Linked DNA regions of Mus musculus: region 1 is linked to region 2. Evidence: chromatin contacts called from public HiChIP or PLAC-seq data. All regions are on one chromosome and are shown on one strand. Each heading gives the region's core, a stretch centred on a gene start, on an enhancer-like site or on the middle of the called end of the contact. The rest is flanking DNA. Distances are from core to core; before and after follow the strand shown. Region 1 overlaps B4galt5 (UDP-Gal:betaGlcNAc beta 1,4-galactosyltransferase, polypeptide 5). Region 2 overlaps Stau1 (staufen double-stranded RNA binding protein 1).

The links. HiChIP or PLAC-seq counts read pairs in DNA pulled down with a chosen protein or histone mark.
Region 1: a contact with region 2 is called in an H3K27ac HiChIP or PLAC-seq map of microglia, with 4 times the contacts expected there. The contact joins two enhancer-like sites. A contact is called at or near these places in 2 of 115 datasets of contacts at active chromatin or transcription factors (microglia and pancreatic cancer cells) and 1 of 9 other capture datasets (liver).

What each region holds. Positions count from the first base shown.
Region 1 is chr2:167,333,455-167,338,643 of GRCm38.p6, reverse strand. All of the region lies in intron 1 of B4galt5 (UDP-Gal:betaGlcNAc beta 1,4-galactosyltransferase, polypeptide 5), which reads left to right. Among named protein-coding and RNA genes, the nearest start is that of B4galt5, 13 kb to the left of the region's middle. Within about 2 kb of position 2,708, at least 107 of the 459 cell types and tissues checked have an H3K27ac peak or open chromatin away from gene starts, as enhancers often do. A contact at or near this core is called in liver and microglia, where this site is marked.
Region 2 is chr2:166,974,958-166,979,894 of GRCm38.p6, reverse strand. The region is part of intron 1 of Stau1 (staufen double-stranded RNA binding protein 1); the gene reads left to right. Among named protein-coding and RNA genes, the nearest start is that of Stau1, 19 kb to the left of the region's middle. Within about 2 kb of position 3,439, at least 77 of the 459 cell types and tissues checked have an H3K27ac peak or open chromatin away from gene starts, as enhancers often do. A contact at or near this core is called in liver and microglia, where this site is marked.

The sequences.
Region 1 (5,189 bases), core at 1,459-3,958, 360 kb before region 2:
AGTCAGGGCGAGTCTGTGAGAGCCTGAGTGCTCCCTCTTGCTAGAGTATGCTGATGCCTTCTCACTAGTGACCTTCAAGGTAAGGAAGGGACCGAAGATTCAAACAGGAACATTATGGATCTGTTAAAATGCTGATTATGATCAAAAGTATGAATTGTAGCACAGTTTCAGAGTCATCATGCCCACTGAAGTCAGACGCGTGCTGCCTCTATGGGGGGACAGGTCTGTGGGCTGTTGACAAGTGGGAGGTTTCCCTCCTCCCAATTTAGGATTCAAGATGGATTTTAACTTTCAAACTCAGTAGAGCACAGCGTATGTTCAGTGTATGAAACCTGTGATCCTGCGTGTCTCAAGTGAATGCAATAGTGCCTTGTTTGATCCTTAAGCTCCAGTCGTGAAGGTAAAATAATGGATAAACATAAGGAAGACTACAAGCAGCTGTGGACATCATTTCTAGTTCAGCTGATGTCCCATGTTTCAGTGTTTTCAGGCTTGTCTTTGGGACTCAGACATGCTGCCTATCTTCCCTGAGTTTGTTTTTAGTTAAGGTTAAAGCTTGCCTGGAACTCATGGCAATCCTCCTGCCTCAGAATCTAGAGTGATGTACCTTACCATGCCTAGCCCAAAGTTTGCCTCACAAGACAATATTTGCTTAGGATCTGGAGTTCCCTGTTGTGCTTCTTGGAAGGAGAATGAAGAACCAAGCCTGTTATGAGGTTGCATGCCCGTGTGGGAAGCTAATCCTTTATTGAATCTAGTGCCCCATGCCCTATATTAATATGAGCACAAGGTAGGAAGAGTTCCATTTCACTGCAGCAAGGCCAGGGCCCATCATGGTTTTATCTGCAGGGCCTGCTGGATCCCCTCACTGCAAGGTTCTGTCCTGGGCTACCAGTGTGAGCCTGTGATAAGTGGGAGGGAGTCAAATGTTGCCTCGGTGTTTGTTTGCCTTTGTTTTGCTGTTGAGCTGTTGAGCCTGGCTTCTTTTCACTCTGGTTTAAAGCATTAGGAATCTTAAGATTTGTAGGAATTAGAATATTTGGATTTGTTTGAATTTCACTTGACACTGGGAAGATTAACTCGAGGTTAAGAGCTACTTTGGGGTCAAACTAATTTGTTTCCTTAGTAATTACTTTATTATAGAAAACTTCAAAGCTTCAATAAAGTCAGTAGCATAGTCCAGCATGTGACTAGGGACCTTATCATGAAATAAAGTAGAGGGGTCAGAAGAGCCCCCCCTCTGCCCCAGCAGAAAACAGAACACCAGTCTGGGGCCTGCGCATCTGTAATCTGGACTTTGGAAGCTTTGAGTGGTTGACTTCATATGGCCTGCCCACTCAGGTACTTATCTGTGAAAAAGGATGACAGACAGTGAGATATCTATTGTGTGTGGACGCTTGAAGTCCGGCACCAGTTCAGACAAATGTCCCCTTCCTGTCCCTATGCCCCAGCTACCGTACACAAAGGGACGAGGGATGGATGGGTGAGTGGGAGGGAGCTTCCTGCCTATGGATTAGAATCTACAGTGGGTGGTACATGCAAGGCCTGGAGCTCCTGATGTCAGTAAAATTCCCCCACCCCAGTCCTTGCAGTGTAGAGCTTCAGCAGGGGCCATGTCTCCCAGGCTGTGGCAGACCTGAAGGGAGGCGCTGCTCTAAGTACACACAGCACCTGGGTGCTGGCAAGCCCTTGGCCTTTTTTCTGAGAAGCTGTTGCTAATTTCTGCGGTGCTTAATTTACAGTAGCCTAGGGTAGGGCCAAGTCTGTGCTTGTATAGGAAAAGCCTGCCAAAGCACCTGCTACCCTGGCTCCCGCCCTTGGGGTTTATGTTCAAGATCCTTGCCCCGTGGCTACCAGTTAAACACAGATCTAATTTTAGTGTTCTTAGCTCTGTTAACCTATTAGTGTTAATTAAGACAGTAAAGCAGGTGGCATGGTCAGAGCTGATGGGTCAGGTTTGAATTGAAAGTTGGAAAACGGACTTTTCATTGGATTGTGACGCTTGCCAGAAGATTGTTGATGTAAGCTGTTATCAGTCATGGAACATTCTGGAGTGAATCATGTTTGATTAGGTTTTAACACGTTGCCATTCTTGTTCTGTTGCAACAATATTTTTTAAACCATTAAGTCAACTTTTAAGAGTGGTAAAGGAAAATGACACTAATTTATTCATAATCATCTCTGTTGCCCTGTTAATTTCTGTTTTCTATGAACACAGGTACTTCAGAAGGCTTGTGAGGCAAAGAAGGGGAGCAAGCGCGGCAGGGCTCGGTTTCTATAGAATACTACAGTCGGTCTGTCTGTCTGTCCGCCTGCCTCTCCCTCTCCCCTAAAGCTCTCCCCTTAGCTCCAGATCCTTTAGCCTCTGCCTCCAAAACAGCTTCTGCTGTAGTCTTTCTCTTCTGGCATAGCTGTTTCTCTTTTGTAATTATAAACATGGCATCTGCATAGAAGCTGGCTCCTGGTAAGGACTTGGAAACCATAAAGAAAGCACTGTCTTTACTTTATGTAAAATGTGTGATCCTTTGATGTCAGATCTACTTAATTTCATTCCTACTATTGAGAAAGTTGAGAATAAATGGTGTGGCATTCTGGGGTTAGTTTAATGTGGAAGTATAACAGTTTCTCTGCCTCCAACTCCCTGCAGCTGGGCGGACAGGGTGGGTGCGCCATCATAACTAGCCTTGCAGGAAGTGGGCATTCTGTGTTGGTCACCCGGCCTTTAATTCCCCAGAACATCTCCAGTTCACATGCTCCTTCTGCCTCCATCTCCTGTCTGTGTTAAGGCATGAGCCACTGTGACCGAACATGCTTGAGACTGTCGTAGTCTTCCCTGTGTCTCTCAGTGACCTGGATGTTTTGATTGCTTTCTGTGGACTGTTCACTTTTAGTCACCTTGAAGTAACAAAGAAACCACTTAGCCCACGCCTTTTCAAAGAGTCTTACATGGTGCGAGAACCTGCCTTGTTTATCCCTAGGTTGCCTTGTGGCCTCTCTGTTCCTTGTCATTCTACCTTCCTGATGCCTGCTTGCTATGAGACCTGCCATGAGTGTTTGCATCTGTCACCCAGGGGATTGCAGGTGCCTTAAACCTGGCAGCCCAGCAGCCAAGAAGTTACAGAGAATTTCCCACCAGGATTTCCTCCTCTGACTTGCATGGGGTAGAGCGGCCACAGAATCTCATAGGTCTCCGTTCAATCCCCTACTCTTGTGTCTCCGTCGATGAGACTGAGCCAGATGTTAAGGCAGTGCAATGCTCTAGTCGCTGGATTTGAGCCTTTTCACTAGAAAGAAGTCTAAACTAGGAAAAGCAGAAGCAGATGTGATGCAACAGCATGTAGAAGTGCTGGTGCTGGCTTGCTGTGACGTCTACTAAGCCCTGACTTCGTGAGGCAGAGCCCACACAGCCCTGTGCTGTCCATCCAACCCCATTTCCTGTGCAGATAAAGGGGCTTTGAAGTGAGAGGAGCAGAACTGCCTAACTTGTCTGGAAATGAGTGAAATGAGTCTTCCAACACACTTCCTGGCTAGCTCTTTAAGAGTCCTGATGGCAGCCAGGCGTGGTGGCGCACGCCTTTAATCCCAGCACTCGGGAGGCAGAGACAGGCGGATTTCTGAGTTCGAGGCCAGCCTGGTCTACAAAGTGAGCTCCAGGACAGCCAGGGCTATACAGAGAAACCCTGTCTCAAAAACCCAAAAAAAAAAAAAAAAAGAAAAAAAAAAGAAAAAAGAAAAAAGAGTCTGATGGCTGGAGGGCCACATAGTGTCTTCAGCTCCACTCTGTCACTGCCTTGTGTCCAGATACTTGGGAGGTATTTTCCAGGGCAAGGACTGATTGCTTTTGTGTCTTTGTCCCCCTTCAGGAACTTGGCAGTCCATCATCAGTGACAGTGGGGTGATGGTGGTGATATCAGATGGTTGTGGGTAAGGCAGAGGGCTTTGGTATGAACAGAAACAGCACACTGGACATACCTGTTTCTAGAATTCAGTCTTCAGTGAACAAGTAGAAGAAAAGCTTGGCAGGTGAGAACACACTGAAGACGGAAAGTGAACCCGTAGGACACAGCGTTAAACAGGCTAGCCACTGTCCAGCTCTTGGGGCAGCTGCAGTGCCTGGGCATTGGTTGCTGGGAGAGCCTGGTTATACAGAGAGAGGTAAATTGGGTAGGAAGGACATCCGGGTGCCTGAAGAGGAGGGTGCTAAAATCATTCACATAGGGGTTATTTCAGGTCAACTCCTGACTGCAGCTTCCCCTCCCCCTCAGTAGCCATTAGTTACTTTTGGAATAAAAAACAATATTTTCAGAGCTAGCATAATGGCTCAAAGGTGCTTGCCTTCCATATGTATAACAATGTAACCAAAGATAATTTTTTTAAAAAGGCCAATAATCTGCTGTGAAATTTGGGGAACAAAACAAAGCATGAACTCTTAGATAACACACATTGATATTTTTATGCTTTTTGGCTTTTTATTTTGGTATGCAAATTTAAGAATTTTTTCTCTTAAAATTTTGTGTATGCAACATGTGGATGGCATATAATTGGCCCATCTGTCGCCTCCATCATATATTAATTTGTGGTGGAAACAGTAAAAACCATCTATGTTTGAGATAGTCCATTAACTGTCATCTGCCATCATTACACACGTAGTTATCACACAATGTATGTGTGTAATTTTCCAGAACTGTAGTTGTAGTTAAGCTTTTGTCTCATGTATGATTGTGCTCCTCAAAGTATCAAAGGCTATTTTCCTCTCTTGGTTTATCAGCCGCCCTGTCCAGCTTTCCATTCCCTCTGAGGAGTCCAGGATCCCATCTCTACAGAACCTTAGAGGTCAACTTTGAGCTTCTCTGTGTGCGGGATAGCGTGGTAGTATCTCCTCTTTGTGAGATTGTTTACATGGGAATGACCGCGTCTCCCATCTATAGGTTGTCCCAAGAGTGAACAGCATAATACATTACCCACGTCAAGGAACTCCTGCTGGGACAGCATGTCATTTGGATCCTTTCCAACCCTCCTGCTATTACATAAGAGTCCACAGGCCCATTCTGCTGATTTATGTTAAATAATGTCACAGCAGAGACAGTGTGTGCCATGGGCTCCGCCCAAAGATTCCATTCAGCCATTTAGAGAAAACTAAAGATTCTTTCAGCCTTGCTGAGTATTGGTTTCAATGTTAGCAGTTTGTT
Region 2 (4,937 bases), core at 2,190-4,689:
GAATTGCAACTAGAAAAAAGAGTCTCAGAAAATGGTCTTGGGCTAGAAATATGGCATAGTGGTTAAGAGCTTTTCCTGTGCTTCCAGAGGACCTAAATTTAGTTCTCAGCAAGGCTGGTAGCTCACCATCACCCACAGTTCCAGCTCTAGGGGATCTGATGCCCTTTTTGGCTTTTGTGATCACCAGCACTCAGGTGCACATATTCACATGTAGACATATACACACATATAATTAAAAATAAAATAAAACATTTCTGTAGAATTGAGATCACTTCTACAAAGGGCAGTGATATGTTGATTATACAGAAACAGATACTATATTATCTTATGTTAATTAGTGAAAAATTAATTAGAAGTCTTCTCATGGGTGAGCAAGATGGCTCAGTGGTTAAAAGTGCTTGCTGGAGGCTGGAGAGATGGCTCAGTGGTTAAGAGCACCAACTGCTCTTCTGAAGGTCCTGAGTTCAAATCCCAGCAACCACATGGTGGCTCACAACCACCCAAAATGAGATCTGGTGCCCTCTCCCAGTGCATCTGAAGACAGCTACAGTGTTCTTAGATATAATAATAAATAAATCTTAAAAAAAAAAGTGCTTACTGGGCAAGCCTGGTGACCTGATTTCAGTTCCTGAATCCCATGATAGAAAGAGAGAACCCATTCTTGCAAGTTAATCCCCTGACCCCAACATACATGCTGTTGTATATGTATGCCTGGAGCCCATGTGCACACATGCACGCGTGTACACACACACACACTCTGCTATTTATTTATAAGTGCTTATCTGATCATGAAGGCAGGATCATTACAAGACAAGCCTTGACTATATAGTGAGTCTTTGTTTTAACAAACAAAACAAGAGCCTGGTGTGGTGGTGAAAACCTTTATCCCAACACTCAGGAAGCAGAGGCAGGCTGACTTCTGTGAATTGTAGGCCAGCCTGGTCTACAGAACAAGCTCCAGGACAGCCAGAGCTACACAGATAAACCCTGTCTCAAAAAACAAAAAACAAAAAAATAAACGCAAACAACCAACCTGCCAAACCAAGACAAAGTCCTTAAGTTGTATACTGGTAAGACTTTGAAATTGAATTTGTCAGTAAGAAAGCCAGATAATTCTGGCTGCCTGAGGACTCTGTCTCCTTGTGTATTGAATTGTTCAGGAGTCCTCAGTGTCACCAGGATTTTTGGGTTTACTGCTGAGTGAGGAACACATTTACACTTAGCCACTTAGTAGCAAATCATGTGTAATTAAAATTTTTTTTTCTTTTTTTTTCTTTTCTTTTTTTTTTTTTCTTCTTCGAGACAGGGTTTCTCTGTGTAGTCATGGCTGTCCTGGAACTCAGAAATCCGCCTGCCTCTGCCTCCCAAGTGCTGGGATTAAAGGCGTGCACCACCACACCCTGAAAGTATGGGCATGTGTCATTTTTTTTTTTTTTTGCTCAGTAAGGCTGCTTGAGACTTTATTTATTTATTTTTGTTTTTTGAGACAGAGTCTCTATGTTGCCCTGGCTGACCCAGAACCTTATCATGTCTAGACCAGAATGGCCTGAAGAGAGATCCTCCTGCCTCTGCCAGCCCAGTGCTCAGGGTAAAGGAGTGTCCACTACACCTGGCAGTTTTTATAAAGAGACTTGTGTCAGCAAGCTGATGCCTAGGTGTTTTTAGTCGTCCCTTGCTCCCCATCTCATTTCTCTCTGTTGTTGTGCTTCTATGTCAGTAAATGGCAGCCTGAGAGGAAGGCCAGCATATTTATTCCCTTGAACTGGACTCTAAAGTAGCGTGTGCTAGAGGACAGAGGAGATGTCGACCCTAACATGCAGAGGGGTCCAGTGAGGCCTGAGGATTCCTGTGTTCAAGCTTTCAGCCATCGCACTCTATTTTTTGAGTGACACACAGTTTGATTTCTCATGAGGCCTTCACATCTGTGGTAAGAAGCAATCCTGAAAGGAGGCGTTTTGTCTGGAAGATTCTTAGCTGTAGTCATACTCAGAAGTAGCAGTTGGAATTTCATGGTCCCTAGGGCTGCTTTGAACCTGACATGCCAATAGTGGAGAGCTTTCCTCTCTGAGCGACTGAGTACATGGTGCTTTTCCACATTTACAACTGTGATGTTTGTTCCGGTGGCCCTGGTTCCTCTGTTTTCTAGATATATAAGGCCCCCTGCATTGCCCACATGTGGCAACTGGAAATAACCCCACACTGGCAGATGGTCCTGGAGGAAGGAAACTGTTCTCACTGCCTCCCATTCTCTCCTAACATGACATCTAGGGTTATGTTAGCAAGTGATAAAGAAAAACTGGCGAATCAGTACTGCTTGGTGTCTTTTATTATTTAAAAATTTATTTTATTTTTTGCTGGGCCTAGGACTACATCTAGAGTGCTCTGTTATGCTCAGCAAGTGCATCTTTATTTCATCCCTGGCCTCTTGCCTGGTAAATTTTAGTGTTGCTCATGTGAGAATTTAAAGCTTCTCAAATAGTCTTGTTATGTCCCCCACACACATCCTGTGTCACTGAGGGGCAGTGGTGGACAGGCAGAGTTTGATAATTGGTGTCTTCCTCTTACAGTGTACCTTATTTTTTGAGACAGGCTCTCTTTTTGAACCTGGAGGTTGCTGGTTTGGCTAGACAGTCTGGTCAGCAAACCCCAGGGTTCCTCCTGCCTGGGATTATAAACCGCCACTGCCCTTGATTTTCTTATTTTTCTTCTCTTTTCTTTTTTTCTTTTTTTGTGGGTGCTGGGGATCAGATTCGGGTGTTGATGTTTGCAAGCACTGCTCACTACGCCACCTTCCCAGCCCCTACACTTTTTGGTCAGTTTTTGTTTTTTCCATTAATTTACTTTTTCATTTTACATCCCAATTGCTGCCCCCTGCTCCTGGTCTCCTCCAAGTCTCTCTCCCTACTTTCACATTTTAGCTGCTTATTTCAACCAGTCTTTGAGCTATTTGAGACTAGAATTTTGTGGGTAGGCTCAATGAAAGCCTGTTTTACTGTGAGCCTCTAAAGTCCTCACATATTTATGACCGGAGCTAGAAATGTTAGTGGGTCTGCTTTACAGAGCAGGAGCCAGAAAGGATCCTTTTGGGCCCCACCCTCTCTAATTTTAGGTACTCATTCTGCCTTAGGCTCTGCCGCTGTGACCCTGTTAGCATGGACTTTGTTTTAGCTCCTTTTCTGCTTGTGACCGATGGCTGCAGTTGGAAGTTAGGAGGAATAAACTGACTTGTTCTTGTCAGTGAGTAAACCACTCCAGACAAACTTTAGTAAGAATGGGAGGAGGGAGCCAGGGAGAGAGGGACATCTTTCTCAATTGGTAGCTGAAGAAAAAAAAGGGAACAAGGCTCAGCTGACTTCGGCACCCTTGCAGACTTTTGTGTCCACACTGGCAGCTTGTCTGCTGAGAGCTCTGCATTGAGGATGGTAGCCTCTGTTTTTGCCCCAAAGCAAACAAGATGGCACAACCTGCCACAATGGGGACTGGGGCGAGAGTGAGGTCATTTGAGCCACTCACTGTGGTGCTTCTTTGGGACTTTGTATCTCTTTGAGAGAAAATATGTCAGACTTTTCAAGTAACTTGCTTGCTCTGGTTTGTCCATGGGAGAGGCCTGATGGTAAAAGGCAATGAGGGTTACCCTGCCTGGGAACGGTTAATTTGCCAGTACATGCTGGAGGCCTGCCTGGTTGCCTGTTTCCATAAACACTGTCATTTCTAGCCTTCATTGATACTGTTTTATTCAAAGTACTTTTAACCTCCTTAAAACTTCCTCTGCTTTTTGATAGATGGCCGTGAATTTGTATAGAATTGTTCTACTGTGAGTCTCGCCTGTATGTATGTTTGTGTGCCATGTGTGTGCAGTGCCCTTGGAAGTCAGAATTAGACACTAGATCCCATGGAACTGGAGTTACACATGGCTGTGAGCTCCATGTGGGTGCTGGGCAACAAACCCATTCGTATGGAAGAGAAGCAAGTGCTGTTAGTCACTGAGCCAACTCTCCAGACCCCCACCTTTTGATTTTTGTTGCCGTTGCTGCTGTTTTGGGTATAGGGTTTCTGTAGCTTTGGTTGTCTGGTCCTAGGCCAGTTGTGTGGACCAGCTGGCCTGAATCTCACAGAGATTATCCGCCTCTGAGCCACCACATCTGATTTTTATTTTTAAATTGTTTTATGTGATGAGTGTATCTTGCTTATATACACCCCATGCATGCCTGGTGTCTGTGGAGGCCAGAAGAGGGTGCTGGATCTCCTGGACCTGTGGTTGCAGTGGTTTTGAGCTGCCATGTGGGCACTGGGAATAGAATCCAGGTCCTCAGCACAAACCAGGAGTCTGGTGACTGCTGAGCCCCTCCAGTCCACCCTGCCCCCCACTTTTGACTTAAAAAAGAAATTTGGCTTTGTAGTTTCTTCTAAGTTAAAAAATAAGAAGCTGGCAGTGGTGACATATACTTTTAATCCCAGCACTTGGGAAGCAGAGGCGGGCGGATTCCTGAGTCGAGTGAGGCCAGCCTGGTCTACAGAGTGAGTTCCAGGACAGCCAGGGCTACACAGAGAAACTCTATCCTAAGAAAGCACAAAAACCAAACAAAGCTAAGCAGGAATCTTGTGTGAGAGCCGTGTTGTCGTTCCCAGCAGCTTGCCTCTCTGCAGCGTGCTGGGCTCCTGTGCCCACCACTGGCACTGACATGGTCCCAGGGCAGGACAGGGTCTATTCAAGTCACTCGAGAATGTGGTTGATGCAGTGGTTTTCTGGCTTAGAGTCTGTAATTAGATGAAGCTCCTAATAAACCTTACTCAAACAGATCCCTGCTTTGTTCTAATTAGGAGAAAGAACCAGCAACAGTGAGAAATCCCTCCTGTCAGTCAAGTGAGGGGAAAGTTTGTCTCCTCAGTCTGCTGCCTTTAACAGCAGCAGTTCCTGGTGTCACTCTCCAGGTTGC